Linked DNA regions of Triticum aestivum: region 2 is linked to region 1. A link is a contact called in public Hi-C data. All regions are on one chromosome and are shown on one strand. Each heading gives the region's core, a stretch centred on a gene start, on an enhancer-like site or on the middle of the called end of the contact. The rest is flanking DNA. Distances are from core to core; before and after follow the strand shown.

Region 1 (7,327 bases), core at 3,007-5,506:
TAACATTCATCTACCTTGGTTGCGATGATAAAGAAAGAACCCAATGTGCAGTTCTAACATTCATCTACCTTGGTTGTGATGATAATAAGTAACAATGCGCAAAATATAATTCACGTCGCTGCATCAACAGAAAGAGGGCGGCGTTACCCTTGCAACTGGCATCTAATAGCCACCGCCATAGGACAACAAATGGATGATTCGGAGGCGCACTGCACCCGTCTTCAAAATGCTCATACAAAAGCGCAACTGTGTAAATATCAATCCCGGAACGCAATAGTATTTCAATGCAATGGCAGAGTTCAACAGTGCACATACAAACGTAACAAAAAAAATGTTGCAAACAGCATTCCATATTTTTATGTGCCATTCAGCTCTCTCGTTAACCAGGCAAGAAAACCCACAATTCTTTTCACAGCCCAAGACACCATTTTTTTTTTCACAATGTCACCTTGAAAAGTGCAACATGGATACCTGCTAGCTGATATTGGCACACACATTGCATGAACATCCAATACAATCTACCAAACATTTGCACAAAGGGGGGCTACAAGTATAACGTAACTGGACCATGCCAGGACCCACAATCATTATAGCATTCTAACAAACAAAAGCCTGTTTATTTCTCTAACCAGGAATGCAGATTGGTGGACCAAGACGGGTGTTTAACTTCAACTAGTCCATGGCGCTCAAGCCATTACAAGATGAAAAACAGTTCAACTATTTAACAGGTCAATGGTGATTGCATCTATCCTGACAGTTCCAATACTGATATTCATAGCTCAGGCTGCTTTCACCTGTGATGGACAACCCAGGGTTAGTGCTACCCATGTACTCCCTCCGTTCCTTTTAACTCCGCGTATAAGATTTGTGTCTAGTCAAACTTTACAAACTTTGATCAAATTTGTATAAGAAAATATCAACATCTACAATATCAAATATACATAATAAGAAACTACATTCCATAATGAATCTAAAGATATTCCTTTGGCATTGTAAATGTTGATACTTTTTTCTGTAAGTTTGGTCAAACTAGAGATACTTTGACTTCAGACAAAAGTTATATGCAGACTAAAAAGAAGAGGAGGGAGTAGTATATATTTTAAATGCCAATAATAAAGCACAAGACAAGCTTTTCTGGGGCATTTTTGTCCTAATAATTAAGTTGTTTTAGGTCTCAGGGGTAAATGGAGCTTAGCAATAGCTTAAGGTCTAATATTTTAGCCCAAGCAATATTAGCTTCTAAACAAAATGCTTAGAAGTTAAATCACTCGCATTATATGCCTGATGGGAATAAGTAGCAATATCGACATCCAAGGATTTCGAGGCTGTCAAATGCTACGGCCATCAGTTATCAAATGTCCAAAGGTTGGTCATTATTTCTATTTGTGAGGCCATTCTGATTAACATGTGGAAAAACATTGATAACCGCATCATCAATAAAATTTAAGATAGGTCAAAACATGAGTAATAGCACAATGTGTAGTACTCCCTACGTTTCTTTTTACTTCACATATTAGATTTTTGTCTTTCAGTCAAACTCTATAAAGTTTGACAAAATTTACAATTAGCAACATCTACAATACCAAATAAATACAATATGAAAATATATTCCATAATGGATCTAATGATATTTATATGGTATTGTGAATGTTGATTTTTTTTTCTATTGACTTGATCAAACTTCAGAAAGTTAAGTACGAAGAAATGGAGGGAGTATAATAAGATCGAACGCAAGAAACTGACATATATATAGATGCAAAACAGGTATCATACGAAGAAACACTAGCTTATAGAAATTTAAAACAAGTACATCGTATAGATAGTCCAAGGAGTTTCTTTACTAAATCACAGTTCACATTTGCATCTTAAAGCTGCCAGGCTGAGTCAAAACACATTATGAAGCTTAAACCAAAATAAAGAAATTAGAGAGAAAGACAACACACCACACACAGTTGTACTACAATAGCGAAATATTTTCCTTGCCAAGATCAGAATCATAGGAAAGCCCACCCACACAGACTATTTGATGAGCCTGAAATGATAATACGGTAAAGATATATAAAACAAATACTGATAATGATAAAAGGTAGGAGTTTACTTGAGTTGAGTAACATTGCATTTTGTCAGTGAAGACCAAACATCAGCATTTATGTAAAGTAGACTATAAAGATTAGACAATCGTTTTAATACAGGAGAATGTCCACTTGCCTTGGTAGTAGAAAGTCTCAAGATCATCACATAAGTGAAAAAAAGAGCAAGAACTAGACTTAGGTGAACATGATTCAACTGATAACAGTGTACTAGTGGCAAGGAAATAACAGTCACCATAGCTATTATATATGAACTCACGAACTGTAACAACAAAAGGTCCTCTCCAATCTCCAGCAACATATGCATCACACCCAATGCATCAGTACAAAAAGGATACCAAGGTCCTGGAGACTCTATATGGGCACAGCATCTATTCAAATATTCACATTTCTTTATACCAAAAGCAGACAATACGCAACAAAACCAGCATATCCGACAGTAACATGCAAAGCAGAACTACGGCATAGAGCTATCATAGCCTTCAGACAGCCTAGTGTCTTGGACCCATGCTACAAGAACGGGATAGACGCACTGGTGCTGGCGCTCCTTCTCCTGCAGACCCTGCATTGTATAGCTTCCTGCACCCTGGGCAACGTGCATCTGCCTCGAGGATCCTCTTGTGGCAGAAGAGACACAGATGGAACCCGCAAGGGCAGGGGAGGAAGCTCGAGTCTGTTGGGTCAAGATCCTCGTAGCATATCGGGCAAGATAATGGCATAGAGAGGATACTCTGATGTGCTGCACTCATACCCATCCCCCAGCAGTTGCCAATCCTCGCTGGGAAGCTCGACTGCTTGGAGATACTGGGTAAGCTCTGTGGACGGAACGTATCATCTGGTGTCCAAGCTCTTGCATTGCTTCGAATAGGCTCTGTTCTTTTTGATGTATTTGCCAGAGGTGCCGACTCACTTGTAGCTGCTGGGGGCATCGTGGTACCTAAACTCTGGTGGCAATGACTGTTATCATCGACTGAAAGTGCATCAGCAACAGCTTCCCAATCATCCAGCACCCCGTTTTCCTCCTCAGGGCCACTGCCCGTGTCATCATCCTCAGCATCACTCACACTCCTGGAACTGGACCATAGACTGCTCACACTGCTGAGGCTGGGGCCACCTCCATTGCTGGAGCAGCGCTTACTCTGAGCACAGCCTCCACCTCGAGAGTTGTCTGAACAAGGGCTGTGCATAGGGGAGTCAAGGTCGCTGCCGCCTACTTCTTGCCCGGTAGCTCCAGCATCCTCCTTGTCATCCTCCAGAACTCCACCCCTTGACCTTGCATCGGCGCGCCGCCGGGGGAGTGGAGGGTGTGGCGAAGCAAGGATTGGCGACCCAGCATTCGACCCTGCCCCTGATCCTGCGCCCGCTGGCAAAGGCTTGGCCGTGGCCTCCTTCCCATCCTTGACTAGACCAATCCAAAACGCAAACAGATCAGAATTTGAACCCAAAATATCATCTTGAATAAAAGTTATCAATTTGTAGCACCTAGATCACCCCTGTGCCGAAATAATCAGATTCCCCTAAGTATCCCAACTCCCCCACAGGCACCCAAAGACGAGACGCAACTAGGATACACAGTGCAGAGATCCCAACTTCCGGGATTGGCGAGGGGAAAAGACCAAGAATACATAAAAGAATACATGAGCAGGCACGAGATCAGACCTTGCGACAGCCACTGCTCCCGGCGCGCGTCGAGCTTGCACTGCTTCAGCTTGGCCGACGAGCGGTTACCCTGCGGGGCACGAAAAATCGGCAGATCGGATCAGAACGCCGCGCAATCCGCAACCGGACCAGGGGACGCCCCGCCCCCCAAATCGAATCGCAGATCACACCACACACACGGGGCCCTTACTTACCCTCTTCTTCTTGGCGTCGCGCGCAGCGGCCGATGCGGGCGAGGGGGCGCCGTCGTATCCCATCCTCCTCTAGGCGGAGACCCTGCGGCGGCCTGGCTCCTCTGCGGGTGCGTGCGTGCGTGCGCGGGCGGGGCGAGGGAAAAAACCCTAGAAAGCGGCGCGGAGGAGAGAGAGAGAGGGAGAGAGACGGTGGGGGGTGGGGGAGACGAGGGAGCGCAGGGCGGCGGGATGGGTGGATGTGCAGGACGGGGATAGATAACACACGGGGCGGGGCGAGGCTAGGGAGGGCGGAGGTTATTGGGAAGAAAGCAAAGGCAAAATCTTTCCGGGGCTTTTGGCGTTTGCGTTTCTTCCCCTTCGCTTTAATTAATCCTGGCCGGACGGGCCACAGGTGGCGAGGGAGGGAGGGAAACGGGGGGCAGGGCGCCCCCGCGTAATGACCAGACTGCCCTCCGCCCGGCCCTCGGGATGGGATGAGAAGGACGGTTTGGGGGCTGGGGTCGGCGCACGAGCAGGTTGATTCCGTTGAGTGCAACGGGCCTCTTGTAAACGGCACTAATTTTGTCTTTTTTATTAGTTCATTAATTTTTGGCTTTTTTTATGACCATGCAAAGCTTGCGAATTATTTCATTGATAGAAAGGTGTTAAGAGTGAATACTGCTGGAATTTTGTCTATTTTGGACCTAGCCCAATAGCAGTTTCAAAAATTCCTAATAAATCCTAGAGGCCCACGCAGCCCATTCGTGCAAAGCAAGACGTGGAACTAAAGTTTAGTCTCATATTGCTAGTTTAGAGGGAGTTGGACCTCTAAGGGAGACTCTTTCTCCACATGCATGAGGATGAGAATAAGAGAGACATCCACGCGCGCTCCTCCTCCGCCGCCCGCCTCGCGTGCCACGGGGTGCGGGAATGAGCCGAGCCGATGTCTAAATTTTTGCCACGCACGACGGGTATATGAAAGGTCACGCGGAAGCTGAAACGTTTTGTTGTAGTGGAGATTGAATACGAACGGCGCACCTCTTCGCCTGATGCCTGTTCGTTTCGTCTCCCTCGTTCCCTTCAGCTCCCGGCGCAGCCTCTCGCCTCCTTCTCTTGCGCCTATAAAAGAGAGGTCGCTCCTCTCAGAGAGACGCACCAGAAGATCCTCTTCCTCCCGCCACAAAGTTCCCGAGCACTGCGCTGCTGCTACGATCTTCCCCATCCCGGCTTGTGGCGTGCACTGCAGGTCGGGACAGTAGGCCTCCGAAACTCCACCTCTTTGAGTCCTGTACGGGAGAAGGGTGATAAGGTTTTTGGGGAGCGCTCGGCGCGACTACTGACTTCTTCGTCACGGACGCCCCGGACTCCGACGACTACTTCCCCGACGACAACTTCTTCCCCGACGTCGACAACCTCCTCGACGACATGGCTGGCGAGGACACCGACCCCAAGTCCAGCGCCTCTGCTGCTACTGTCTCGTACGTGTTCTTCCTCTTTCTATTAGAGGCCCTACTACAGTTTCTTGTTTTAATGTTTGCCCTAGATATGTTAGACTCTATTTTCATATATGCAACTTACTATACTGTCTGCTCTACATGTGTTTAATTACAGTTCATATATGAAAACGATGTTTACCTTCTCTTTGTCAAATCGCATGACTTGTTTTATCACTGCTATACTAGTCGCGCTTTATCTAGTATTTCTGTTAATAAACTCATTCGGTAAATTGCTCATATTTCTAACAATCCAAAATCCTTATTATAGGCTATTTACACCTAGTGGTTTTGCTGCTTCCATGAGACCTCCTATGTTTGAGGGTATCCACTATAAGAGGTGGCGTGTGAGAGCAGTCTTATGATTTCAAACCATGAGTTGCTATGACGTGACTCTTGGCAAACCTGAAGGGGAGCATGATGCTCAACAAGAACAAGCTTTTCAGAAAATAGATACTCTGTTTAAGGCTGCTCTCTTGGGTGTTCTTAGTGAGAACATAGTTGATGCGTATGCGTCAATTGACAATGGAAAAGATATGTGGGACGCACTCGAGGCCAAGTTTGGGGTCTCGGATGCCGGCACTGAGCTGTACATCATGGAGCAATTCTATGATTACAGGATGACTGAAGAGGGCTCCGTGGTTGAGCAAGCTCATGAGATACAGTCATTTGCTAGAGAACTTGAGCACTTCAATTGTATGCTACCGGACAAGTTTGTTGCGGGAGGTATCATCACTAAGCTTCCTCCTTCATGGAGGAACTTTGCTACCTTACTGAAGCATAAGAGACAGGAGTTTTTCGTTCCGGATCTCATTGGTACTCTTGATGTGGAAGAAAAGGCGAGAGCAAAGGACACACGTGCTCGAGGTATTGAGGGAGGATCTAGTGCCAATCTAATACAGAAGCAGAACTTCCAGCCCCACAAGTTCAAGAACAAGGGCAAGTTTGATGGTAAAGCAAAGTTTGATGGGAAGAACAAGGCTGTGCAGCACAAGAACTTCAAGAAGAAGAATGACAAAAAGAAAGGTGTTTGTCATGTGTGTGGGGATCCTGGTCATCGGGCTCCTAGTTGCCCTAATCGCTATTGCAAGCGTCATCCTGGGAAAGGTGGCAAGACCGCTAATATTGTCATTGGAGACACTGACATGAAGGATGTTGGGTATGGTATATTTCCCACTATTCTTTCAGTATGTCATTTGTTGGGGAACGCAGTAATTTCAAAAAAAATCCTACGCACACGCAAGATCTATCATGGTGATGTATAGCAACGAGAGGGGAGAGTGTAGTCCACGTACCCTCGTAGACCGTAAGCGGAAGCGTTATGACAACGCGGTTGATGTAGTCGTACGTCTTCACGATCCGACCGATCCTAGTACCGAAACTACGGCACCTCCGCTATCTGCACACGTTCAGCTCGATGACGTTGAGGGAGTCCTGGACTAAGGGGTCATCGGGCGTCCAGCCTGTTATCCATGGGCCAGACTGATGGGCTGTGAAGACATGAAGGCCGAAGACTGTACCCGTGTCCGGATTGGACTCTACTTGGCGTGGAAGGCAAGCTTGGCGACCGAAGAGTCCTTCTTATGTAACCGACCCTATGTAAACCCTAGATCCCCCCGGTGTCTATATAAACCGGAGGGGTTAGTCCGGAAAGGACACACACATTACCATAGTCATATGGGCTAGACTTCTAGGGTTTAGCCATTACGATCTCGTGGTAGATCAACTCTTGTAATACTCATATTCATCAAGATCGATCAAGCAGGAAGTAGGGTATTACCTCCATAGAGAGGGCCCGAACCTGGGTAAACATCGTGTCCCTCGTCTCCTGTTACCATCGATCCTAGACGCACAGTTCGGGACCCCCTACCCGAGATCCGCCGGTTTTGACACCGACATTGGTGCTTTCATT
Region 2 (7,205 bases), core at 1,928-4,427, 360 kb after region 1:
AGTAGTCTAATCACACCCCCCCCCCAACCCCCTTTAGACATACTTTCGATCCTACAACTATGCACATACCGGGGAAAGGACGGTGCAAAGAATGGGGGAGTCGTCGGGGATATGTGATTTGTACATGTTGAATGTGCATAATGTTTTGTCTTCTATTCATGCAATTTTGTTTAAAAATTGTGTGCATGATGCTTTCGAAATGATATGAAACGTTTAATCCAAATGTGTGAACGAAAAGAAGAGAAAAGACCATTTTGTAGGCCAAGACATTGTGACTCTGATTTTGTACATCTGTCTCGCACACTCCCAAATTTGATGGGAGTGTTTTGAAGAGTGCAACTCTGCTAGAGTTTTTGTAAGCTCCCTAGAAAGGGAACAACACTCCTAACGCTCCCGCTCCTCCCCTCTCCACCAAATTTCACGAGAAATAGCAAATATACTAAGCTAGAAATCCTTGCCAAAGTCAAAAAACAACAACAATGAAATGCCAGGCTAAAAAACTCGCGAAAATTTGAATGCACCAATGAACAAATGATGGGCACACAATAGCAGGCTAATATAATATACTCCCTCCGATCCATATTAATTGTTGTTGATTTAGCACAAGCAATTATCCATAGAAACCAAATCTACTATGGGCCAAAAGGCAGTCTTCAACACCTTGCTGGCTAAATCAGTCGATACCAAATCATGAACGGTATAGAAAATCAATGGGCTCACATCGCCATTTTATTCCAACATCTTAAAGCATATATTTCAGTAATACAACAGTAGATGATCAACATATCATGAACATTCTTTACATGCCTCAAAGGCTCAAATCACAACTAAAGAGTAGCTTCTATTTCCAATCAAGCATGTCTAAGAGCCACAAGATCTCAGGCTCGGACCTTGCCGCATCACAAAAATCTAGTTCAATACCAAATACCTCTATAGAGTTTGTTCCTTTATACAGGAAAAGCAAGGACATCCAGGCCCGGATGTCTGATATGAAAGGGTGTCTGGGCGAAAACCTGAGATATTCATATGCCAACGCCCGTGCTGCATTGCTGTCAATGTAATCAAAACTCGACGTATTGATTATGCAAGTCATCTTGTTGGTGTCCTTGCGGTGGGCAAGAACAGACACGGTGATGGCTGGCCCCATAGGGACTGTCAGCTTGGGTTTGACTTCCATCATCAAAATGCAGTCTGCGGCATTCAGATGTGCAACAAGTACATCTGGTATGCCGCCAGGTGTGTTCTGTAAACCTGCTCGAAGGATGCAGCCTGAAACTGCTTGAGAGAAGATTAGTGATCCCTCAAGCCACATGTCAATGTAAAACACCAGATCCTCAAAAGTGAGCTTAGGTACAGGAAGGTGTACTGTCTTCCGTGGCTTGGAGAATGTTAAATAGAGCTTTTGGAAGTTTGTGTCAGAAGGAGGCTGCTTGCAGATGGAAGGCCATTTCCGTGAGCAGATGCATTTCCAGAAGTAATCATCCTTTGCAATTTCGCACCATTGGCGGCATACAAGCATGCAAAAGACCAAGTCTTTACCATCCAGTAGAGGGAAAACAGCCTTCAGAACTTCGCCAGGAAATCCATTTTCCATTCTCAATCACTGAACTGAAGGAAATGGAATGCCTCTACCCCTCTAGGATGGGACTTCAGCTAGAAACCAAAGAGTGAACCAGAAGTGCCTATTAATAAGAGATGGTTAAACAAATACTGATCAATTCATGCCCAGTCAAAAACTCAAGTAGCACGACTACTGCTATCTTTAATTCACTATAATCTGAATCTGCAAGGATGATAAACGTAGAAGAGTATACCTAGACTAATGGCTATTGCTAGAACATACTCCATCCATCCCACAATATAAGATCGTTTTGCAAGCTAAAACAGCTTGCAAAACGATCTTACATTATGGGACGGAGGGGGTAGTCCATAAAAAAATAGCTTCCATCTTCCAGATCAATAATAATTTGGAAATGTGATGTCTGTTGTAGTTGGGAGTGTGAACTACACAAGAATGATAGACGAAATAAATGATCAATTTGATTAACAAATAAGCTTTCAAATAATACCGGCAGTAATGGAAACTACATTTGTTTCTGAGTCACAACCAAATGATCCAACCGATTACCACGAGTAGTTGCTATGATCAAACTGATTTGACACAATACCACAATAAGCATTGACTATGGTGCCTTCAAGGGTAGATGTTCAACTTCACAGCAAAACATGGTCCTATTTGTGTTGTTGATCAATATACTTATTAAGGAACACCAAACCTCTGGAGTTCAAGAAAGCACATTCTCACGAAACAAAACGTTCCCTTTTTAGGCATAGAATAATTATTTCAAATATATCCCATTTTCAGCTTTGATCTGCAGTCTGGCATAAGAACATATTTACTCAAAAGCACAAACCGAACTATGACACCCCAACTCTTTATTGATAATGCATCACGTACATGTTGTTGATCTCCAACGCATTCATTTATCGTTAACCACTCCAATCTTTCTTGAGTGAAAGCCAATCGAAAATATTGTAACCAGTACTGTACGTACTATATATACGACATGAGCACAATAATTCTAGCTGTACAAGTTTATGCTAAACTGATATATAATCGCAAAACATGAAAAATGAAACCTACAATTGATTGCCCCCAACAACCAGTGAGGTAATGAAACATCTAGCATTCGGAAGGAGAGAACATATTGCCAACTTCTCAAATCTAATATACAACAGAAAAATCGAACGTTCAACGGAATTTTACTTGTTTTGCCTACTAGCCACGGGGTCAGCGGTTGTCCGGATTCGGGGGTTATGCCGTGAACAAAAAATAAGGGGGTGTAGAGAAAGGAAAGTAAAGGAACCCACCGTGGCTAGGAAGAACCGTCGGTAAGGCGGGCCGCCGGCGTAGATCTGCAGAGACCGGAGAGGATGAAGGGGCGGTCGTCGATCTGGTAGCGATGGACGACGGAGTGGCAACGTCGGAAGAGGGACGCGCAGGGGAAGAGAGGTCGCCGTTGCCGGAGAGATTCGCCCATAGACAAACACCCAGAGGAAGGAGCAGGATCGGTGCCTGGGAATGGGAGAGGAATGGGGACCCGGGGGTGCTCGGTGTCGGTCGGAGAAACCAGGGGTATCCCGAAGCCAGGCTGTCACATGTGGGTTGGGCCGTATGCGCCGATGGGTCAGATTTGTGTGTATGTAACGCGCCCGCCGCCCACACATATCTGAAGCCCAAAAATCGAGTCGAGTCCTCCATTCGGAAGTTGGCAGGCGCGCCAGGCACTGTCATTCCTTGCTCTCGGCTGCACCCAACAAGCACCCGTTATCCTAAAAAAAAAAATGCTGTTACTCCTGATTTTCTCCTCTATTTTTCCTCTTCAACAGATTAAAAATATATTATTGAAGATAAATAACAGATTTTAAACCTATATTATTGATACAAAAATGTCCAGAGATTCAAAAAATGTTCTTAAGTTTTAAAAAGTTCATGAAATTTGAAAAATGTTGAGGAATTTATTTTTAAAAATGGTATCTTTTTAAAATGTCTGAATTTAAAAAAATCACAAATTTAGAAATAAACATGAATTTTAAAATATTCATGAATTTATAAACAGGTAAAAGAAAGAAAAAAAAGGAAAAAAAGTAAAGAAACAAATGAAAAAAACTCCGAAAATCAGTAGAAGGGAAAAAAGCCCCGACAAACAAAAAAAGTCCGCTGATGCGCTGGCCCGCATGCAAGAGATGGTGGAAGAAGAACAACTACTCCCTCCGTTCCTAAATATTTGTCTTTTTAAAGATTTCAAATGGACTACCATATATGGATGTATATAGACATACTCTAGAGTGTAGATTCACTCATTTTGCTCCGTATGTAGTCACTTATTGAAATCTCTAGAAAGACAAATATTTAGGAACGGAGGAAGTAGTTTCTAAGTAAACATGGAATAGTGAGTTGTGGGGCGTACATCTTCACGTTTGTACGGTGCTTTGACATTAACAGTTGGAGCATCATAACAGTTCTTGTGATCATGGCAAAAGATCTCGTGACTGATCACGATCCAGCGGCATGGGCTCAGTGCTATGATGCAAACGTATCAGTATTCAGTAAGCATGCCATCCACCTTGGCTGAACCATGAAGAATTACCTCTTGTATTACATATGGATGAGACAATAAATCAATGAGGGGCATTTTCCCCAAGAAGTGTTTACTTCCTTTACGGGCATAGCCTTTAGGATCGAACCATTATAAAATGTGAAGAAACTTACATGCATCATTCCCAAAGCTGAATCAGGCTCTATGTAAATGAGCAATTGATGTCACTAATGAACGAGTTCTGATCCAGCTAGACCACTATACACTCTGTTTTACAAAACCAATGATGTCTCTTTAGATGTAGGTTAACTCCAGTCAATTTGTTGTATTTATGGGCCGTGTGGGGACAATAGCATATAAACTGGGCGTTCCAGCACGGGTTCATATTCACAATCTTTTTCATGCGAGTCTTTTGAAGCGCTTCCATGTTGATCCACCAGATGCGCCACCAGCATTAGCGTTGATTTATCACGTTCAGATAATCCTGAGGCAAATGAAGTCTTGGGGCACAGTAGCAAGTGGTGTTCAGAATTTTTGGTACAATAGAAAGAAAAGATCCAGGATTTTCAGCTCAAAGACGAGCTGCTTGAGGAGGCGGGGAGTAATGTCGTATGCGCAAAAATAGTTCCAGATATACACATTTGCAAGCAAACTCCAAAAGTGGAATAGGTTCCAATTGAGTTACCTGCTATCTTCTTCCAGTGGTTCTGAACATTTTTCATACACTTTTGCTCATCCAAATGGCCTACATGAAATTCGCTAGACAATTTTCTTCTGCAGAAGTGTGAATCATCATGTCATGTATTAGAAAATAGCATGATGTCCAAAACAGCCAGGAGGACCTAGATACATGGAGAAGTGAATGAGAAGTTGCAGTGCGAACTTGAATGGCATTCACAAAACAGACAAACATGGCCCACTCAACATCTGTTTTAAATTCAGCAAGAATTTATTACAGCACTATGCAATTAGCTAATACCCCGTCCGTCCCATAATATAAGATCTTATTACATCCAATATACTCACATATTGGATGTAATAAGATCTTATATTATGGGACGGAGGGGGTACTAATTATGCATAAATGTATAATCAACATTGTTTTTCAATAACCCAAAGAATTATGGACTATAAGTTTAAATGGAACTAAATGGATTAGGAGCATAATACGGCATCCAAGGGAGGGAGATACCTTTGCCAATATTAGCAACATCACCTCGGATAATAAGAGGACTTTTGCCGCCACGCTCTAATGAGACGGACTATTGAAGAAGATAAATGCACAATGGATGCATAATTCACAAACTTCTTGGCTCTTGCAACAGACCTTAACCATTTGCACCGGTAGCAGTCAGCCGGTCATTATATTCTCTAAAGCTGATTCCAGAATTTATGTAAATGAGCTAATGCGGTCAATTAGTTATTTACCCTTCTATAGTCTCGGCTGTAGTTATGCCATAACTGTTAACTCACACCCAAATATCAACCGCACTCCAGCCCACACCTTTTTCCACTCCATGATTCTTCATCGTGTCCCTCAGTCTCTCTATCTCTTCCCATTTTTCAGCACTGCCATATGAATTGGACATTAAAATATAGTACCCATCATTTCCTGGGTCAGAAGCAAAAGCCTTCTTTGCAACTCTTAACCCCATCTCGAAATTGTCATGCATTTTGCAGGCACTAAGCAAAGTCCCCCATACCCCACCATCAGGTTGTATTGGCATAGCCAAAATCATATCTTCTGCTTCTTGAAGATGCCCAGATTTCCCTAGGAGATCCACCATACATGCGTAATGCTTCAGGTTAGGTTCAAGGCAGTATTCCCCCATTCTGATGAACAGCTTCCTGCCCTCATCAACATACCCTGCATGGCAGCAAGCAGACAGAATGGCAAGAAAAGTGACGCTGTTAGGCTTAATAGTTCCTCTCTCCATCTCACTAAATAACTGCAGTGCTTGCTTCACATCGCCATGCATCCCATAGCCTGCTATCATCACATTCCATGTAACAACATCCCGTACGAGCATAGAATCAAAAATTCCTCTTGCAATTCCCAGCTGCCCACATTTAGTATACATGTCAACAAGTGATGTACTAATAGATACATCAGATTCCAACCCCATATCTTTCACATAAGAATGTATCAGTTCACCATGTTCCAGTGCAGCCAAATTTGCACAAGCTGAAATGACAGTAATCAAGGTTGCAGAGTTTGGTTGGACACCTTCAGTGAGCATCTGATCATATAGTGACAGGGCATCATTTGAATGTCCTAGATGTGAATAGCTGGATAGGAGTGCATTCCAGGTGACAACATCCCTCCTCACTTTGGCCACACCAAATATTTTGTATGCAAGGTCAAATTTCCCACACCTTCCATACATGCCAATTAATGCATTGGCAACTGAAATTTCATCAAGCAAGCACTTGATCGAAAAACAATGAGCTGATTGACCTAACCGCAGTTTTCCTAGCCGTGAACAAGAAGAGATTGTGGAAACCAAGCTGTTGATATCACACAAAAATTCATCATGATCTCTACAATGCATTTCTCGGCACAACTCCAAGCATTTGACATCAAGTCCAGCTTTGCAGTATAATACAACCATCAAACTCCATGATTCTGCATCTCGTTGATGCAAAATTCCAAAAACTTTGCCTGCAGCATCTACCAACTCAAGTTTCCCGTACATTGAAATCAAAGCATTGGCAACCAACAAATTGTCTCCAGAGTTTCTCTTAATTATAGCTGCATGAAATGCCTTCCCCCTACGCACATTCCCACTGTTCCCTAACCCTGAAAGTACACAGCTAACAAGAACTTCATCTGGCTGCAGACCAGACACCTCCATCTCCTGGAACAACTCCACGGCCTCCCTATCAAGTCCTCTCCTACAATAGGTTCCAATCAAGCTAGTCCAGGTGACCACATCTTTTTCTGGCAACTCCGGGAATAAAACACATGCATCCTCAGTCCTATCGCACTTTGAGTACATTGAGAAAAGTGCGGAAACCACCAACGCACAATCTCCAATCCCTTCCTTCACCGTGTACCCGTGCAAGCATCTCCCAGCAGACAGCTCGCCTAGCACTCCACAAGCC

Evidence for each region. A called contact is a pair of places that touch in the nucleus more often than the background predicts.
Region 2: a Hi-C map of leaf shows a contact between it and region 1, with 8 times the contacts expected there. The contact joins the promoter of LOC123053564 here to the promoter of LOC123053563 in region 1. A contact is called at or near these places in 3 of 5 Hi-C or Micro-C datasets (leaf and an unstated tissue).

What each region holds. Positions count from the first base shown.
Region 1 is chr2D:422,022,655-422,029,981 of IWGSC CS RefSeq v2.1, forward strand. LOC123053563 reads right to left here and starts at 4,257. Exons shown (of 3, transcript XM_044477031.1): 1 at 3,944-4,257; 2 at 3,750-3,819; 3 at 2,312-3,492. The coding sequence starts at 4,006. The coding sequence ends at 2,582.
Region 2 is chr2D:422,384,491-422,391,695 of IWGSC CS RefSeq v2.1, forward strand. It overlaps LOC123053564 (F-box protein At5g39250), which reads right to left and starts at 3,178. Exons shown (of 2, transcript XM_044477033.1): 1 at 2,872-3,178; 2 at 701-1,653. The coding sequence starts at 1,594. The coding sequence ends at 842. It overlaps LOC123053565 (pentatricopeptide repeat-containing protein At4g39952, mitochondrial), which reads right to left. Exons shown (of 2, transcript XM_044477034.1): 1 at 5,293-7,205; 2 at 3,928-4,942. The coding sequence ends at 5,570.